Regions from separate parts of the Sus scrofa genome. Here all the other regions are linked to region 1. Evidence: chromatin contacts called from public HiChIP or PLAC-seq data. All regions are on one chromosome and are shown on one strand. The core of a region is the stretch at or near the end of the contact, and the rest is flanking DNA. Distances in the headings are between cores, read along the strand shown. Region 1 has its middle 7.5 kb from the start of SPSB1. Region 2 overlaps GPR157 (G-protein coupled receptor 157). Region 3 has its middle 52 kb from the start of SLC25A33.

What was found. HiChIP or PLAC-seq counts read pairs in DNA pulled down with a chosen protein or histone mark.
Region 2: a contact with region 1 is called in an H3K27ac HiChIP or PLAC-seq map of alveolar macrophages. The contact joins two enhancer-like sites. A contact is called at or near these places in 2 of 47 Hi-C or Micro-C datasets (embryonic fibroblasts and skeletal muscle) and 1 of 2 datasets of contacts at active chromatin or transcription factors (alveolar macrophages).
Region 3: a contact with region 1 is called in an H3K27ac HiChIP or PLAC-seq map of alveolar macrophages. The contact joins two enhancer-like sites. A contact is called at or near these places in 2 of 5 promoter capture datasets (fetal skeletal muscle and liver), 23 of 47 Hi-C or Micro-C datasets (adipose tissue, blood, embryonic fibroblasts and 13 more) and 2 of 2 datasets of contacts at active chromatin or transcription factors (alveolar macrophages and skeletal muscle).

What each region holds. Positions count from the first base shown.
Region 1 is chr6:69,711,700-69,714,399 of Sscrofa11.1, forward strand. No RefSeq gene overlaps it. Among named protein-coding and RNA genes, the nearest start is that of SPSB1, 7.5 kb to the right of the region's middle. Within about 2 kb of position 1,407, at least 2 of the 83 cell types and tissues checked have an H3K27ac peak or open chromatin away from gene starts, as enhancers often do. A contact at or near this core is called in alveolar macrophages, where this site is marked.
Region 2 is chr6:69,563,393-69,566,092 of Sscrofa11.1, forward strand. GPR157 (G-protein coupled receptor 157) reads right to left here. Exons shown (of 4, transcript XM_021095284.1): 2 at 1,582-1,794. Among named protein-coding and RNA genes, the nearest start is that of GPR157, 17 kb to the right of the region's middle. Within about 2 kb of position 1,314, at least 5 of the 83 cell types and tissues checked have an H3K27ac peak or open chromatin away from gene starts, as enhancers often do. A contact at or near this core is called in alveolar macrophages, where this site is marked.
Region 3 is chr6:69,881,871-69,884,570 of Sscrofa11.1, forward strand. No RefSeq gene overlaps it. Among named protein-coding and RNA genes, the nearest start is that of SLC25A33, 52 kb to the right of the region's middle. Within about 2 kb of position 1,336, at least 17 of the 83 cell types and tissues checked have an H3K27ac peak or open chromatin away from gene starts, as enhancers often do. A contact at or near this core is called in alveolar macrophages, where this site is marked.

The sequences.
Region 1 (2,700 bases), core at 157-2,656:
GTCCCCACCAGTCATGGTGCTCAAGGACTTCCCTCTCGGCCCACTGTTGAACTTGGAGTTTTCTGCAAGTGCAAGGCTGCCCAGCCGATGTTCCAGGTGGAGCAGGGAAGCACCGTCCTGCCTGCCTCTGGGAGGGGGTCTGGGAGGTTACATGGAAACAGGCCGTCTGTCACCACGGCTAGAACAGGGGCAGAGCAGGGCTCTGCTGGCTGTGTGCTGGGAGGCATAAACAGGTCCAGTGTCATGAGGGTGGGGAGAGACCCCTGGAGTGGTGGGGAAAGAGAGAGGCCACTCCCGGGGGCTCCCTCTGTGGCCAGCTTTAGTGGCTCCTAGCATCCTTGGCATTCTTAATTTTTTTCTTTTTTGGCCACACCGAGGCATATAGAGTTCTAGACCAGGGATCACGTCCGAGCTGTAGCTGTGACCTACACTGTAGCTGTGGCAACACTGGATCCTTAACCCGGTGTGCCAGGCCAGGTATGGAACCTACCTCCCGGTGTTCCAGAGATGCTGCCGATCCCATTGCGCCCCAGCGGGAACTCCATCCTTGGTATTCTTTCTTTTTTTTTTTTGGTCTTTTTTTTTTGCCTTTTCTAGGGCCGCTCCCACGGCATATGGAGGTTCCCAGGCTAGGGGTCTAAGCAGAGCTGTAGCTGCCGGCCTACGCCACAGCCACAGCAACTCGGGATCCGAGCTGCGTCTGCAACCTACACCACAGTTCATGGCAACGCCGGATCCTTAACCGACTGAGCAAGGCCAGGGATCGAACCCACAACCTTATGGTTCCTAGTCGGATTCGTTAACCACTGCGCCATAACAGGAACTCGGGTCCCTGGCATTCTTTGAATGTGTCTCTCTGTTCTCTGCCTGTGTCACCACGTGATGTTCTCCTCTGTGTCCAAGAGGAGTTAGAGACACCTGCCATTGGATTAGGACCCACCCCTACCCAGGATGACCTCACCTTGATGACACCTGTAAGGACCTATTTCCAGGTTAAGGTCACGAGCACAGGTTCTGGGTGGGCCAACATTTGGAGGACACACTGGCACAGGGTGAGGGTAGAGGCGGTGACGGGGTGGGCAGGGCTGGGAGTGAGTGAGGGGCACGTGACCCGCGGAGGGCCGCCCGGTGCCCCCCTCTCCACCTGACTGCAGGGCCACTCCTTAGAGGTGGTGCCCACACGCATCCTCATCAGCTGGCCTCTGACTCGCCCAGGTCTCCTGTTTGGCTGTGGTCCTGTCTTTGACCCCTTCCAGAGGCTCAGAAGCACTTCTTTCTGCCACGTGCTGCTCCTGGTGCCCCGAGGCCATCAGCGTCAACGTGACCTGGGCCCACACAGAGCTGGGACTTCTGAGTCACTCTGGGTTCACATCTTGGCTCTGCCACTTAGTGGCTGAGTAACGCTGGGTGATGAACTTCCCACTTGATGTCTCAGCTTCCCCATCGTGCAACGTAGCCAGCCCTGGTGCCCACCTCCGAGGAGGCTTGCGTGAGTGATGCATGTAACACTTGGAGCACCCTGCCTGGCACATACAGTAAGCGTTCTATATGTGTGAACTTTTTAAAAAATACCTCTGTTGGAGATCCCATTGTGGCTCAGAGGTTATGAGCCCGACTAGTACCCATGAGGATGAGGGTTCCATTCCTGGCCTCGCTCAGTGGGTGAAGGATCCTGCGTTGCCGTGAGCTGTGGTGTAGGCCAGCAGGTGCAGCTCCGATTTGATCCCTGGTGTGGGCACTTCCACATGCTGCAGGTGTGGCCCTGAAAAAAGCAAAAAACAAACAAACAAATACATATATATGTGTGTGTGTGATAGGTGTGTACATACACACACACACCCCCCCCATCAACAATCATCCTATAACTCTTTCTTCTTCTAACATGATCTCTCCTAGAGAGAAATACTCAAGACATCCCCAGAGAGGAAGAAGCCCACCCAGAACCAGCATCACCACTTCCCAGCCAGGACTTCCCGTCGTGGCACAGTGGAAACAAATCCGACTAGGAACCATGAGGTTACGGGTTCGATCCCTGGTCTTGCTCAGTGGGTTAAGGATCCGGCGTTACCATGAGCTGTGGTGTAGGTCGAATTTGCAGCTCGGATCCTGTGTTGCTGTGGCTGTGGCGTAGGCAGGCAGCAACAGCTCCAATTAGACCCCTAGCCTGGGAACTTCCATATGACGCAGGTGCAGCCCTAAAAAGACAAAAGACAACAACAACAAAAAAACCCAAAATAATTCCCAGCCAGAAAGTGCCAGGTTTTGTACAGAGGGTGGAGGGACTGATACTCTAAGGTCTCGGAGGCATTTTTCCAAGAGTGAGACAGAATGAGGACAGATTCATCTCACTCTCCAAATAGCTCCCCTGTGGGATCAGAGCTAACCTTAGAAGCTCCCCGCACAACATGGGGCGTACAGCTCACTCCCAAGAAATACATACCTAATGAATGCGGCAGCTGGAGTTCCCACTGTGGTGCTGTGGTTTAAGGATCCGACTGCAGGAGTTCCTGTCGTGGCGCAGTGGTTAACAAATCCCACTAGGAACTATGAGGTTGTGGGTTCGATCCCTGGCCTTGCTCAGTCGGTTAAGGATCTGGCGTTGCCGTGAACTGTGGTATAGGTCGTAGACGTGGCTTGGATCCCATGTTGCTGTGGCTCTGGTGTAGGCCGGCGGCTACAGCTCCGATTAGACCCCTAGCC
Region 2 (2,700 bases), core at 64-2,563, 150 kb before region 1:
AGGATTTGAGTTCTCATTAGAAACTCGCAAACTTGGAGTTCCCATCACGGCTCAGTGGTTAACGAATCCGACTAGGAACCATGAGGTTGCAGGTTCGATCCCTGGCCTCGCTCAGTGGGTTAAGGATCCAGCGTTGCCGTGAGCTGTAGTGTAGGTCGAAGACGCAGCTCGGATCCTGCATTGCTGTGGCTGTGGCGTGGGCCGGCGGCTACAGCTCCGATTCAACCCCTAGCCTGGGAACCTCCATATGCCAAGGGAGTGGCCCTAGAAAAGCCAAAAAAAAAAAAAAAAAGAAAGAAAAAAAAGAAACGAACAAACTCGAACTGCATAGGAGATGCTCAATTAAAACGCACTAAGGGGAGTTCCCGTCGTGGCGCAGTGGTTAACGAATCCGACTAGGAACCATGAGGTTGAGGGTTCGATCCCTGGCCTTGCTCAGTGGGTTAACGATTCGGCGTTGCCCATGAGCTGTGGTGTAGATTGCAGACTCGGCTCGGATCCTGCGTTGCTGTGGCTCTGGCGTAGGCTGGCAGCTACAGCTCCAATTTGACCCCTAGCCTGGGAACCTCCATATGCCATGGAAGCGGCCCAAGAAATGGCAAAAAAAAAAAGACAAAAAATAAAAAAATAAAAAATAAAAAATAAAACGCACTAAGGATGTTCCCGCGGTGACTCAGCAGGTTAAGAACCCAACTAGTTCCATCCCAGGGCTCTCTCAGTGGGTTAAGGATCTGGCATTGCCATGAGCTGTGGTGTAGGTCACAGATGCGGCTCGGATCCCAAGTTGCTATGGCTGTGGTGTAGGCTGGCAGTTCCAGCTCTGATTGGACCCCTAGCCTGGGAACTTCCATATGCCGTGGGTGCAGCCCTAAAAAGACAAAAGACAAAAAAAATTTTTTTAATTAATTAATTAATGGTGTTAAAAATCAGTGCTCACTATGTGTAAGCTATTATTTTTAACTTCATTTACTTGACATCTTGAACCGGTTGTCCAGAACAAAAAACAATTTGGCCAGATTATCAGAGGAAAACCATCCTCTCCTAGAAGTTCTGGCCAGCCCAAGTTGTTATTAGTTTCCAAGACCACTGGCCAGCCCCGCGTATTGATTTACGAATGCTTGAGAGCCTGAAAAGTCGACCGTGGATAGTTGAACCACCAAAGATAATGAAGTGAGTTATCTGTATCAGTGATTATGAAATTCCATGGCCTCTCCTCCCCGGGACATGCCAGTTCAATTTTTATTTGAATACTGCTCATCTTTCACCTGCATTCCTCTCAGGGTTAAGCGACCACAGCAGTCTGTCCAGGAGGGGGCAGTAGAGCGCTGTGGCTCAGCCTCCAGGATCCCACAGCCGCGCGCATGCAGAGCCGGGCGAGTTGGGGGAGACTGTCACCCTAGCCTTGGTGAACCCCTGCTTCCTCGACCCACACCCGCAGTTACGGCAGGACCCGCCCACCATGCTCCTAATTCAGTGTCACCCTTTGTCACTCTGGCCTGTTCCTCGACCTGGGTGGCTGACCCCGATGCCAGGACCCAGTGGCCACACAGAGCTCTGCACAGGGCCCCGAAGGGTGCCTACCGCTCTGCTGATGTGCTTCCGGACGAGAAGGTAGAGCAGGGGCAGCATGATGTAGGCCAGCATCTCCCACAGCTTCCCGGTCAGTAGCATCCACAGGACGTAGTCCTCCGCCTCCAGGTTGATCCAGCACCAGCCCACCGACACATCCGAGGCATCGTAGCCAATCTTCTTTAGGGCCACAGCTGCCATGGTGATGGCCAGCGGGACCCCCAGCTGAGGAGTAAGGAGCACATGGAGGCGGTGAGGTCAGGCCTGGCTCCGGCACAGCCAGTGAGGGTGAAGTGACCAGGACGCTCTGCCCGCAAGGAGGATGGTCTTCCGGAGCCTGGAGCAGACCGTGTCCCTGGAGAAAAGGTGGGCAGGGGGTCCTGCAGAGCCCAGGGAGGAGGACACAGGGGACGTGCTGACCACCTGTCTGGCCAGACCCTCACCCGACCCCCAAACCCCTCAGAGGCCGGGTTTGCTTCCAGAACTGCCAGGCTCCCTGGAGACTGGTGCTAGGATGCTGTGGCCGGGGTGGCAGCTCCCTCCGGCACCCAGGGGCCTTTGCACCAGCCTGCGTGCGCCAGCCCCCACATGCAAGCCTCATCCACGCACCCCACCAACACTCAGGCCTCCAGGGCCGGCCTGGGTCTGGCGGGGGCACATGCTAGGCTTGCAGTTGTCTGGGTGGGGGATTCCAGGCTCCACGCACCTGCGACAGGAACCAAAAGAGGGAAGAGGGGCTCTGGGCAGACATGTCTCCCCAGTCCTGAGGCCTCCTTGCTCTATGGGGAGGGACAGGCCTTGGCGAGGACCCCAAGGGCCACCAGACCCCCAATCTCAGGCAGTGCCAGGCTGACTTTTCTAGAGGTTACAGCAATAGCAACACAGCTGGGATTAGGGCCATGCCCCCCTCAGTGGTCCCCATACCAGCCTCCTCACCCAGCCCTGCCTTTTAAATTGTCGGGGTGGGTTTAACCACACACACAAGCTACGTGGCCCCTTGGCAGGTGGTTAAGTGCTTGGACTGCAACAAGCCTAGGTCTGGGTCTCGGCCCGCCCCACTTGGCTGCAACACGCCAGTGTCTTCTCCACAATGTGGGGATGATGCCAGGGCCTTGAGGGATATCAGTGGGT
Region 3 (2,700 bases), core at 86-2,585, 170 kb after region 1:
GGGTCACTGTTTTCCCAGGTGGTTGGGGGGTGGGGGGACGGTTGACTCACTTTTCCTTGGTCCCCTCCTCCCCTTGTCCCCTTGGGGCTGGCTGGGGGCCAAGGGCTGGGAGATTTGGGCTGTTGCCTTGGTGATGCTTAAATATTGGCTTCAAGTTATGACGGTTAAATAAACACACGGGAGCCTTGGGGAGCTCAAAGTGGCCCTGCCAGTTGTTCCAGATGCCCAGGCAAAGCCCAGGCAAGGACTTGGCTCAGCTGCCAGGAAGCCTGTTGGTCCCTCCTGCGGGGACTCCGAGGACAGGTTAGGGGCTGCGTGTACGCAGGACACTCAGGGACCCACTCTCCTAAAATTCTTGCTGACAGCCGTCTGGCTGAAAGAATGGTGGCCAGGAACCCAGATCCAGAACCTGGGGAAAATTTTCTGAAGGTGGGATGGGCACGGAGGGAGTTCTAGGAGCTCCAATCACTGCAGAAGATAGACAACCCTCATTTTCAGAACTTCGGTGTTGTTTCTAGGAGTTCCCGCTGTGGCTCATTGGGTTAAGAATCCGAGATACTGCCTGTGAGGATCTGGGTTCCATCCTGGCCTTGCTCAGGGGGTTAAGGATCCGGTGTTGCTGTGAGCTGTGGTGTAGGCGGGCAGCTGCAGCTCCGATTCAACCCCTAGCCTGGGAACCTCCATATGCCACAGGTGCAGTCATAAAAAGAAAAAAAAAATTGTTGTTTCTAGAGCCCAGGACCCCACGGCTCTGACTCCACAGGGCACACCCCAGACCCAGGAGCAGAGGAACTGAGATTCGCAGCAGTGGCTGAGAAAAGGAGGACCAGGTCTGGGAAGTGAACTGAAGTTCACCAGAGATAAATTCTCGGTTCCATGCCGGGCTCTGCTGCAGGACCGCTCTTGGACTTGGAGGTGCACAGCAGGTCCTTGGCCACGCAGAGCCTCAGTTTCCCCATCTGGGAGAGAAGGGGACGCCAGCCCTGGCAACGAGTCCCCGTGAAGCCCATCCTGTCACCCTCTCCCCACGCAGCTGTGGCAGATGCACGATGCCTCTTCCAGGATTTACGATGCTGCTGCCCGCAGGGCAGTGGAAACTGTTTGCCTCGCCCATTCCAAAGCATCCACATAATAAACCTCCACTCCCGGCTTGGCTCGGCCCATCGGCTTGTCCTGCTGCGTGCGCAGGGGTGGGAAAAGCACACACATTTGGGCAAGGGTGGGGTGCAGACTGCTCCCTCTGGACAACGTTGGAGCATCGGGCGGTGCCGGGAGGGGCCCTGCGTGTTGGACACCAGGATGAGGTCACCGCTGTCCTGGCCTGGGGTGTGATGTGTCAGCAGGCAGCCACTGGCCCACGTGCCATGATTCATAGCGGTTCACATTCTTGACCCTTGGCCTGCCCTTCTGGCCCCCTCCTTGTTCCCGTTCCAGCCCCCACCCCCGGAGCCAGGGGAGGGGGCGGGTACCAGCCCCAGGAAGCCAGGAGGCTGAGCAGCGAGGCAGGGCACCTGCGGGGCCGGGTGCACCCTGGACCCACTGCTGAGGCTCCTACGGGGGAAGGAGGCACAGGGATAACGGTGAATGTTTATCAAGGCCTTACCATATATTAACTGTATGTCCTTTTTTTTTTTTTTATTTTTTGCTTTTTAGGGCTACAGCCGTGGCATAAGAAAGTTCCCAGGCTAGGAGTTCACATCGTGGCTCCGTGGTTAACGAATCTGACTAGGAACCATGAGGTTGCAGGTTTGATCCCTGGCCTTGCTCAGTGGGTTAACGATCCGGCGTTACCATGAGCTGTGGTGTAGGTGGCAGACATGGCTCGAATCCCGCGTTGCTGTGGCTGTGGCGTAGGCCGGCGGCTACAGCTCTGATTGGACCCCTAGCCTGGGAACCTCCATATGCCGCGGGAGCGGCCCTAGAAAAGACAAAAAGACAAAAAAAAAAGTTCCCAGGCTAGGAGTCAAACTGGAGCTGGAGCTGCTGGCCACAGCACCTCGGGATCTGAGTCCATGCCGCATCTTTAACTCACTGCATCGCAAAGGAACTCCACCCCCTGCAACATTTTTGCCGGAGCCCCAGCACCTGCGGGAATTCCTCCTCTGCACGTCCCGGCAGGAGGGAAATGCTCAGCTCTCAAGAGCAAAACATGGTCCCATCCTCCAGTCACTCTGTAACTTCAGTTTATGAGCGAATCCCAAAAAGGACTTTGTAAAATCCCTCTCAGAGGGTCTGACCCAGTCGGCTAGTCGGGAAGGTGGAGCCAGGGTCTGCATGAGACACAGGATGCTGAACCTCAGGTGACTGGATGCAGGCAGGTCCAGAAGCATGTCCTGAGAATCCCTGAAACATCGTTCAGATCGGACCTGCGGGTGGAGCTCGTCCCCGGCTCGAGCAGGAGCCCAGAGCTCCGCTCAGCCAGAGAGAGCACTCCCTGTGCCCTGTCCAGGGACCAGAGGCCCTGGTCCCACCGTAGCCAGCTGATGCCAGGCAACCGGAGGAGGAGAGATTGGATTCAAACTCCCATTGACTCCGAAGCTCATGCATGCGCATTCTGGGAGAGCCCCAAGGCAGCTCTGGGCTCTGCCCAGACCCCAGCATGAAGGGTTTATAAGGCCCAGAGTATGAGCCAAAACCCCCTTTCCCCTTCACAATTCCAGCACCAACAGCTCTTCCCCGAGACCAGCCCTTTCACAGCGG